Regions from separate parts of the Mus musculus genome. Here region 2 is linked to region 1. Evidence: chromatin contacts called from public HiChIP or PLAC-seq data. All regions are on one chromosome and are shown on one strand. The core of a region is the stretch at or near the end of the contact, and the rest is flanking DNA. Distances in the headings are between cores, read along the strand shown. Region 1 holds the start of Exoc6b (exocyst complex component 6B). Region 2 has its middle 25 kb from the start of Cyp26b1.

The links. HiChIP or PLAC-seq counts read pairs in DNA pulled down with a chosen protein or histone mark.
Region 2: an HNF4G HiChIP or PLAC-seq map of pancreatic cancer cells shows a contact between it and region 1. The contact joins the enhancer-like site here to the promoter of Exoc6b in region 1. A contact is called at or near these places in 5 of 115 datasets of contacts at active chromatin or transcription factors (embryonic forebrain, embryonic stem cells, fetal liver and 2 more).

The regions. Positions count from the first base shown.
Region 1 is chr6:85,067,064-85,071,584 of GRCm38.p6, forward strand. It overlaps Exoc6b (exocyst complex component 6B), which reads right to left and starts at 2,450. Exons shown (of 22, transcript NM_177077.2): 1 at 2,233-2,450. The coding sequence starts at 2,342.
Region 2 is chr6:84,566,699-84,571,219 of GRCm38.p6, forward strand. No RefSeq gene overlaps it. Among named protein-coding and RNA genes, the nearest start is that of Cyp26b1, 25 kb to the right of the region's middle. Within about 2 kb of position 2,098, at least 36 of the 459 cell types and tissues checked have an H3K27ac peak or open chromatin away from gene starts, as enhancers often do. A contact at or near this core is called in pancreatic cancer cells, where this site is marked.

The sequences.
Region 1 (4,521 bases), core at 1,200-3,699:
CTAGACCTAATAGGGTCATGTAATAGTTCCTGCACCTTTTTTATTGTTACTAACAATGTCCTCATAAAGTAAAAGACTTCATAATTCACACACACAGAACCAGAAGAAAAAGAATTCAGTTACAATAATGAAAAAAATTGGGGGAGAATAGGTAACATGTTTAAATTATAATGTATATATTACTAAAGCCAAGATACCAACATGATTAAGTTACAATGTATTACTAAAGCCAAGAAAATTAAACAGCAAAATTCAGTTTATACAAATACACACTACTGGTGCTGGACATAGAGCTCAGTTGGTCGAATGCTCACCTGACAGGCAGCAGCGAGCCTGTTCAGTCACTAGCATGACTGTGATAAAACTAAGCTTGATGAGGCTAAACTATAATCCCAGCTCTTAGGAAGTATGATGAAGATCAGAAGTTCAAGGGTACCCTCAGCTAGAGAGCAAGTATGAAGACAGCCTGGAATAAGGGAAACTACATATCCATGCTAGAAATAAAAGACAAAATGTACTACTATTTCACTGAGGGTTAACACACTAAATCACAGTAATCTAAATTAAAGTTATTTATTACATAAAACAACAGCAATCAGAAACCACAAGCAACTCAAGACAGCATGTCCTGATAAGAAATTCTTCCTAAAATTCTGGTGATTCTAAACCCTCAACTTAACAGACAAATTTCTTAACATAACATTTTCAGTCACTCTACTATCACTTTAGTTACTGAAAGCCAAATAGTAATAGCCACTAATAACATATGTAGGAGAATATTAGTGAGTGACAACTGGGCTTTTAGAAAGGACTACGACGAAATGTAAATCACTGGCCTTTCCCACAAGAAAACAGTAAAGGAGAGGAGCACGACCAAGATCATGGTCATGATGTTGATTCAGAGGAAAAGGAATCAACTCTGTGAAAGAACTGGCACAATAAGAAACGGGAGTTAAAAATCACCTGGGGCAGGGGGAAAGATGGGGTTCAATTCAGTGGAAGAGCATTGTGTGGCATTCCAAGGCTCTGGGTTGTGGGGGTGGGCAGAGGGGAGGAAAGACAAACTATTAAGGACAGTTATTTCCAGGAATGACACTGAGAAAACTTGCTTGGCACCAAAAATGGAGCCTGGAGAAGAATGCTGTGCAAGTGAAGCTAAAAGTAAAAGTCCCAGTCTTGGTCACTCGTGACAGGGACAACTCTCCCCATGAAAATGCCAACACTGATTAGTGATGCTCTATGGAGGGAGGCGCATTGATATATATTGTACAAGGAGGGGTAAAGATGATTTTCAACTCATGTACTGAACAGAGACCAGAAAGTACTACAGGAAAGGATTGGAAGGAACTAGTTCTAGGACACCAGGAAACTGAGGGGGGGGGTGTTCAAAATTGGGCTTGCTGAATAATTTTCAACAGGAAGTACAGCAGATGGCAATCCGCAACTAAGGCAGAACAAAAGTAGCGAAGAATCTGTGGGCTGTGCACAGTTCAGCTGAAGAGGGCTTGCCTGGCACACTGCAAGACATTGTGTTCCATCCACAACACCACAAAAAAATTAAAAAGACGGAAAGGCAGGGTGTTCAGTGCAGTGTCTGAGCTGGGAACAAGAAACCCATTTCCCTTCCTCTGCGACCTTGGATAAGTCACTCCTCTTCCAGGCATCTCGTCTGATACAGAGGGAACGGTAACTGTACCCCAGCGGTAGGATTGCTCAACGGCTTCCATAGATGTGTTTGCACATTAACTCACACAATGCCTCACGCTCTGTGTAACAAGTGCAAGGTAAGTAAGCCGAGAAAGGCCGGGTACGTCCTGACATCTCCACGGGCAATGCAGGTGGAAGCTCTCGGAGAAGGTGTCAGGGGAGGGAGCACAGAGCATGTCCAGGTAGTGGCAAGGTCCTGAGACTACACCTGGACTGGGTCGTCCTCACGAACTGGGCTCTCAGGCGAGGGAAGGTGGGAGGACACTTCCTCCAGGACCGAGAAAACCGGGACGCTCTCGGAGGACCTGTGATGGGCAGTTCCACAGCGCGCAGAGCCGGCGCTTGCTCCTGACTGAAGAGCAGCTAACCAAAGGGAGCGGCGGCCCAGTAGAGCCGCGCCTCACCCTTTCTCCTCAGAGTAGCTCCCCAGCAGGGCCTCGCCCAGGACGCGGGACACCCGCGACTCTCCCCACAGCCAGCCGCCGCGCTCCGCCTGCTCCAGCCGACCCGGCCCCGCCCCAGTACCTGAGCGTGGGCCCGATGCAGGCCGTGTCTGTGCTCTCGATCTCCCTCAGGATCCGCTCGTGCTCCGCCGCCGTCTCCAGGCTCTCCTCCGCCATCTTCGCCCGCTCCATCGCAGGGCGCTGCCGCGCGGCCCTCTCTCAGCGAGTACCCCACGATCCCTCTGCCCAGGATCTGCGGCCGCTGGGCCAGCACCCCGCAGCGCGACCCCGCCCTCGGATGCCACGCCCCCTGGCGTCAGCCGGGCCGCGAGCGTCGCGCGCAGCCCACTGGGATTCGTAGTTCTCTGGGTCAGGCTGAACTGGATTCTGCCCATTCACACACACTGAATCTGCGCAAATTGCCTCTACTTTGATATAGATGCAGAGCTTTACGACACATGTATACAGTGACATCAAATCAGGCAGTGGTACTAACCCAGCACATTTTTTTAAAATCGTTTATGTGTATTTTGCTTGTATGTATATCTGTGCACTACATGTATGCATGGTACCCAAGGAAATCAGCAGAAGGTGTCAGATCACCTGGGACTGGAGTTACAGATGGTTGTGATGTCACTAGTAGGTGCAGGGAAGAACCACAGTGTTCAGTGTTTATCAGCTGAGTCTTCTCTCCAGCCCCTAATATGAAGCCCAGGCTGGCCTTGCACTCATGATCATCCTGTTTCCACTTCTTCTTCTTCTTTTTTTTTTTTTTTTAGATTATAATATAATTATAAGATTTCTCCTTTCCCTTTCCTCCCTTCAAAGCCTCCTACATACCCCTTCCCCACTCCTCTTCAAATTCATGGCCCCTCTATTCACTGTTATTGTATGCATATATGCATATAAATATATACCTAAATATGTTCAGTTTGTATAATGTAACTTGAATGTATGTTTTCAGTACTGGCTGTTTCTGCCTCCACCTCTTAATCATTTCCTATGAGCAAGACCCACCACAACCAGCTTTCTTTTCTTTTCTTTTTTTCTCTTGAGAAAAGGTCCCATTATGTAGTCCTAGATAGAATTGAAATTCATTATGTAGATAAGATTGGCCCTGAACTCACAGATACCTACCTGCCTCAGCCCTCCAAAGTTCTGTATTTAAAGACATCTACCACCACATTTGGCCTTTTTTTATTATTAAAATAAAATTACATCGTTTTTCTACATTCCTTTTTCTTCCTTCCAGTCTACCTATGCACCCCTCACCTCCCACCCCAAAATCCTGGCCTTCTCTTCTCTAATTGTGTGTGAAGATGTGGATGTGTGTCTACACATAAATATACAGTTACAAGCTACTGAGTTGTTCAGTGTTGCATATATGTGATTTCAAGGCTGGCCACTTGGCATTGGATAACCAGCATAGAGGGCTCCCATAGAGAAAGACTCTCTTTCTCTCTCTCTCTCTCCTTTACTTGCCTGTAGTTCATAGGTGAATCTTCCCTGTAGTTTTTAGGAAACACAATCTCACAGCACATTTCCTGATCCTCTGGCTTTGAAATCTTTCTGACCCTCTCTTCAGAAATGTTTCCTGAGTCTTGGGTGCAGGAGTTGTGTTGTAGATGTAACCATTGGGACTGAGAACTCCATGGTCGTTCTTCTCTGTATTCTGACTGTTTGTGGTTTTCTGGAATGGTCACTGTCTGTTGCAAGAAACTTCTTTGGTGAGGTTGGGAGCCACACCTAAACTGTGGTTATAAGGTTATTTAGAATGCTATTAGCAATTATACTGGTTTACTACAGTAGCAGTAGTAGGTTCCCCTCTAAGATCCATAACCACACTAGCCCCAGCTAGTTTACTAGGCTTCCAATACCAGGAATGATTTCCCCCATGCCAAGTGGGCTTTAAATGCAATTAGACATCTTCTGGTTACAACCAAAGTATGATGGCCATTATTGTGCCTTTGGGGATCTCTGACTATGCTGGTAGTTGCTGTAGTTCTTAGGACTGTTGGTTGTCTCCCTCTACTAGTACTTGGAATAGCACCTTCTAGTTCTATGAAAGTTAGTCCTCAGGGAAGAGGTTTTCAGGGCAGATCCAGCTCTAGGTCCTATGTTCAAACTGCACAGTGTCTTCAGCAATAGAGACTTAGCCTCAACCTCTGGCAACCAGGGGCAATGGCAATAGCCTGTATTGTTTCAGGAATCTCTTGGGCTACCCTGACCAACAATTCAAAAGGTGGCTTCTTGTATCGAGTACTGGATTTTTTTTTATTAGGTAGTTTATGGCTCTTAAAGGGAACATTGTCAGCCCAAGTGGCTTAACTTCATTTAAGCTGTATATTCCTATGTATACATGCATTTGTAT
Region 2 (4,521 bases), core at 848-3,347, 500 kb before region 1:
CCTACGAGCAGCCACTCCACTGCCAGAAGAGGTTTCCCACCCCTACCCCACCCCCATTCTCCCCAACCCCAGACAATGAGGAATCCTACCTTCCAGACAAGGGATCATGGCTGTGTTACCTAGACTCAGAGCCAGCTGTAAAAGGGGACCTTAATGCTGAGGGAAATGAGGAATAAAAAAATGATCCCAAAGATTTTTTTAGTGAGATAGCTCCACCCACAACATGATGGCCATGCCGGGGACCAAGCTGAAGTTGAATCCTCAGGGTCCCTATTTTAAAAGATTTAGAATCCCCTGAGCTGGGAGCCAGAGACAGGAGGATTCTGGTGTTTGAAAGCCAGCCAGCCCATCTGTCTACTTGTGGAGTTCTGGGCCAGTGAGAGACCTCATCTGAAAAAGCAAGGTGGCCACTAGAGAAATGGCTCAGCCTTTAAGAGGCCCTGCTGCTTTCCCAGCTGGGATTAAGTTTGGTTCCCGGCACCCACTGCAAGGGGCTCACAATGGCATGTAACTCTAGCTTCAAGGGATATGATCTTTTCCAGCCTCCATTGGTATCTCCACACATTTGTACACACACACACACACACACACACACACACACACACACACACACATGTTTTAAAAAAAAAAGTGAGTCAGGCATGAAGGTCTTTAACCCCAGCAGTCTGAAGCAGAGGGAGATAGGTCTCTGTGAGTTCAAGGCCAGCCTGGTCTGTATAGCAAGTTCCAGATCAGCCAGGGATAGAGAGGGAAAACTTGTCTTCAAAATAAAAAATAAGGTGGATGGTTCCTAGGAACCACACTTGAGACTGACCACACAGACACACACATCTGCGCACATGTGCACCTATACACACATGCACACTATCTCTCACATTCTGCTGTTAGGGCCCAAACCTGCTAAATCTCCTCAGAACCTCTTTGGCGGGCTGTGGAAGCCAAGAACTCACTCCTTCAGGCTGGAACACACGCAAAACAAGGCCTCTCGGAGCCACTCTAGATCCCAGGCTGAGACCCCATGTTCTCCAAGGCTGCCTGGGCCAGACTCAGTCCCAGGCACTAGTCCAAGGCTAACATTTACTATCTCTCATCAATGGCTCTGCTCTGCCATCCCCTGCCATCCCGGGGGTACTGTTATTAGGACAGGAGCTCTGTGTGGCCCTGGGCCTGATGCCAACAAGGCCTTGGAGATGGCAGAGCCGGGGATGCCTGTGGGGTAGGTCACTCTCTGAGGACCGTGAAAGCTGTCACTCTCTAAAAGCTGCCTGCCAACTACAGCATCTGCACAGGGCATTAGCAGAGTGGGGATTCTCACAGAGACACGGCTCCAGGCCAGATTGCTCATTCTTTCTCTTTGCTTAAGCTTTGTATGTGTGTGCATGTGTGTGTGTGTGTGTGTGCATGCGTGTGTATGTGTGTGCATGCGTGTGTGCATGTGCTTGTGAAGCAACCAACCTATGGTCACACATGTGCGAAGATAAATGTAAGCCTGGGGCGTGGTGTTTGTTCCAGCCTCTTCAAGCATGGACCCTGTTGTAATTGAAAAGTAAACATGAAGGCAATAGCCACACTGCATTGCTAGAATCCAGAAGAGGTGCTGTCACCATGGGAGCGCTTGTGTATAAACTGTGACCTTAATCTTTACACGGTGGTACACACCCTGGGTGAATCCTTAGGAATATACTTCGATTCACATCATGGAGGTCAGCAAGATGACTCAGTAGGTAAAGAGATTGCCACAAAGTCTCCTGACCTGAGTCATTCCCCATTCTGGTGACCCACATGGTAGAAGAAAAGAAGTGACTACAAATTGTCCTCTGACTCTCGCGTGTACACTTGAAAAATATAGATTAAATAATTTTAAAATCACACAAATGTGTGTGCATATTAAAGCTTCAATTCCCCAGAACTGCCAAAATTACCATCATATACATACATATGTATGCAAATGCATATGTCTGTATGTGTGCCTCCTATTTCACATCCAGTCTCTACGGTGGCTCAGCCTTCTCCTTGGGCTCCTCCACCCTGCTCTCCCCACACCAGTGTGAGCCACTCACAGCGCTGCTATAGAGTTTCAAACAGAATCCTAAGGAAGCTGGGCAGAAACCTGGCCCCCAGAGTGCACGCCTGCGCAGCCCCTCCCCTGGGGTGTGAAAGGGACTCTTAAGACAGAATCCACGGTGACGATGTTCTCAGCAATGTAAAAGGAAGTAATGTCCCTAACCTGTTAATTTAGGTTGAGCGTTTTTCCTGAAGAAAGAGAGAAGGGAAGAAGGAAGGTGGGAGGGAAGACAGGCAAGCAGGAAGTACTTTGGCATAACCAGAGATCTCAAGGCCAGAGACAGGCTCGGGAGAGACACCTCCGTTAGCCCACAGGAAGCAACTGCCTCGGTGCAGTGCTATGTGGTAAGTCAGGAGGTGGCCTTTAAGACCAAGAACTTGAATCTTGCCACTGACCTGCTCTGGCCTCTGCTTCAGGCTGTCTGTCATGTACTGCCAACTGTCCCTACTCTGGGGCACCAGTTGGAAGAAGTCAGATACCTGGCCAGGGGTTGGTACATGACTCAAAGTGAGCCAATTAGGGTCCTTGCTCAAGTGGGGGTAGAGAGCCTGAGGCCTTCTGAGGGTATCAGCTCATAGTGAGATCCCCAGGATACACCCCAGGACCACCAGTCACCACCTGCCCTACTTACCTTATCTCACCAAGCCAGGGTCCCAGAGCAAGATATTTTGAGAAGGAAGGGCCTAGAAAACCTAGCCAGATCAATCAAGAAGAGCTGTTATGGGTGCAGCCCAGGACTCCAGCCTTCCAAACTACCCCTATTCCCTCCCAGGTTAGACAGCACCCTGTCCACACAGCCAGAATGAAGAGCTAGGAGGCCCAGGAGATAGCAGAGCCAGTGCAAGGTGGGCCAGCTCAGCCTCTTCTGGGGGACATGGAGTTGGAGGGGAGAAAGCTATGGGAAGAAAGGCCCCAGACTGCTCATTATTGTCCCAAGACCAGAGCCTAGAGCCTCAGCCAGGCATGAAGCCTGCTTTTGATGTCTCCTCCTCTGTCTCTCTCCTACCCTTTCCCCTCCCCCTCTTCCTCTTTTTGTTCCTGCCTGCTCCCTTTACTCCCTCCCCTGACTTGCCCCTTCCCTTTCTCTGTCTCCCTCCTTCCCTCCCAACCTTCAGGCATAGCTGGCTGCCTCTCACAGCTCACCCTGCTGGCCCTGAGGTCCTGGGCAGCCAAGCCCAGCCAAGGCCAAGGCAATTTTGGGAAAGGGCTGGAAGATGTCTGAATGTGGATCTTCTAAGTTCTCTCCAAACTGGTGCCCCAGTCCAGGGACAAACAGTGTCCCTGTTTATCTGTCCAGTGTCTGTATGCTCCTTTCAGGCCTGGGAAGCTCAGCCTACAGCTGGCTGGGGAAAGGGGAGGGAGAGCAGCTAAAGTCATTGTCCCCTCCCCACCACCACCAGCTCAGCACCATGTGGAAGGCAGGGAATGAGCTGATGAGGGGACCAGCTCCCCATCTGGCTCCCTGCCAGTGCAAGGCAGGGGGTCAGGCCAAGGGTAGCCCTGGGGCCCCGCTGCAGCTCCATTTGCTGTCACAGGGATGGATGGAACTCACACCCAGACAAACCATGGCCTCCCTGGAAAGGTTCCCAAGACATCCAGTCCCTGCATTGCTGCGACTGCTGGCTGGACCTGGGCCAGCCCAAGAGAGCTGCGGTGAGTACTGGCCACTACAGGGCACCTGTCCCCAGCCCTTCTCTTGGTTTCCCTGTGACCTTAGGAAGGTCACTGCAGGATTCTGCTTTTATGGAGGAAACAAATCCCCCCTGACTTTGTGGAAGGTGGAAGGATGGGGTGAGCAGATCCAGGGATGGGAGGTGAGAAGACCGCATTCACCATACAGAAGAATAGGTGCCCAAGGTCTGTAACTATCCTGCCCTAGTGCCACTATCGGCTTCTGTGATCCAGGCGGAACAAACAAGGCCCTGTGTCCCAATGCGCCTGGGCCAGGGTGCTGTGGGCAGAGCCATTGTGAGAAAGAACAGAGGCGACCACACAGTGACTTTTGTCAGGTGAGCCTGGCAGTGGCCACTCCAGGATTTGAGACTCCAGCTGTGCTTCCTGGCTCCTGGTCTCCACCCCCCACCCCACGACTCCCACAGCCCTAGTCCCTAGAACCCTCATGGACATTGCTTGTCCCCATCCTGTAGTCTTGTCTTTCCACAATCTCCACCCCAGGCCTCCTGGACAGTCAGGCTACGGATGGAGTGAACACCTGGCAGAGATGCTGGGGTCTGGGCATGTACATGATCCTGCGACACCCATGAAACAGATTTGGAGGATCATTTGCCTAGGCGAAAGGCGGAGCTCAGAACGGGGAGCCCCCTCCCGCAGCTCCCGTGGTTGTTTATGTCAGCCATCATAGCTCAAACTGATGAATAAGCCTTCAAGCTGTGGGTCATTGGGTCCGGTGCAAAGACCTGGCATATCTGGTCACAGTCACACTTGACAGGGGTGTG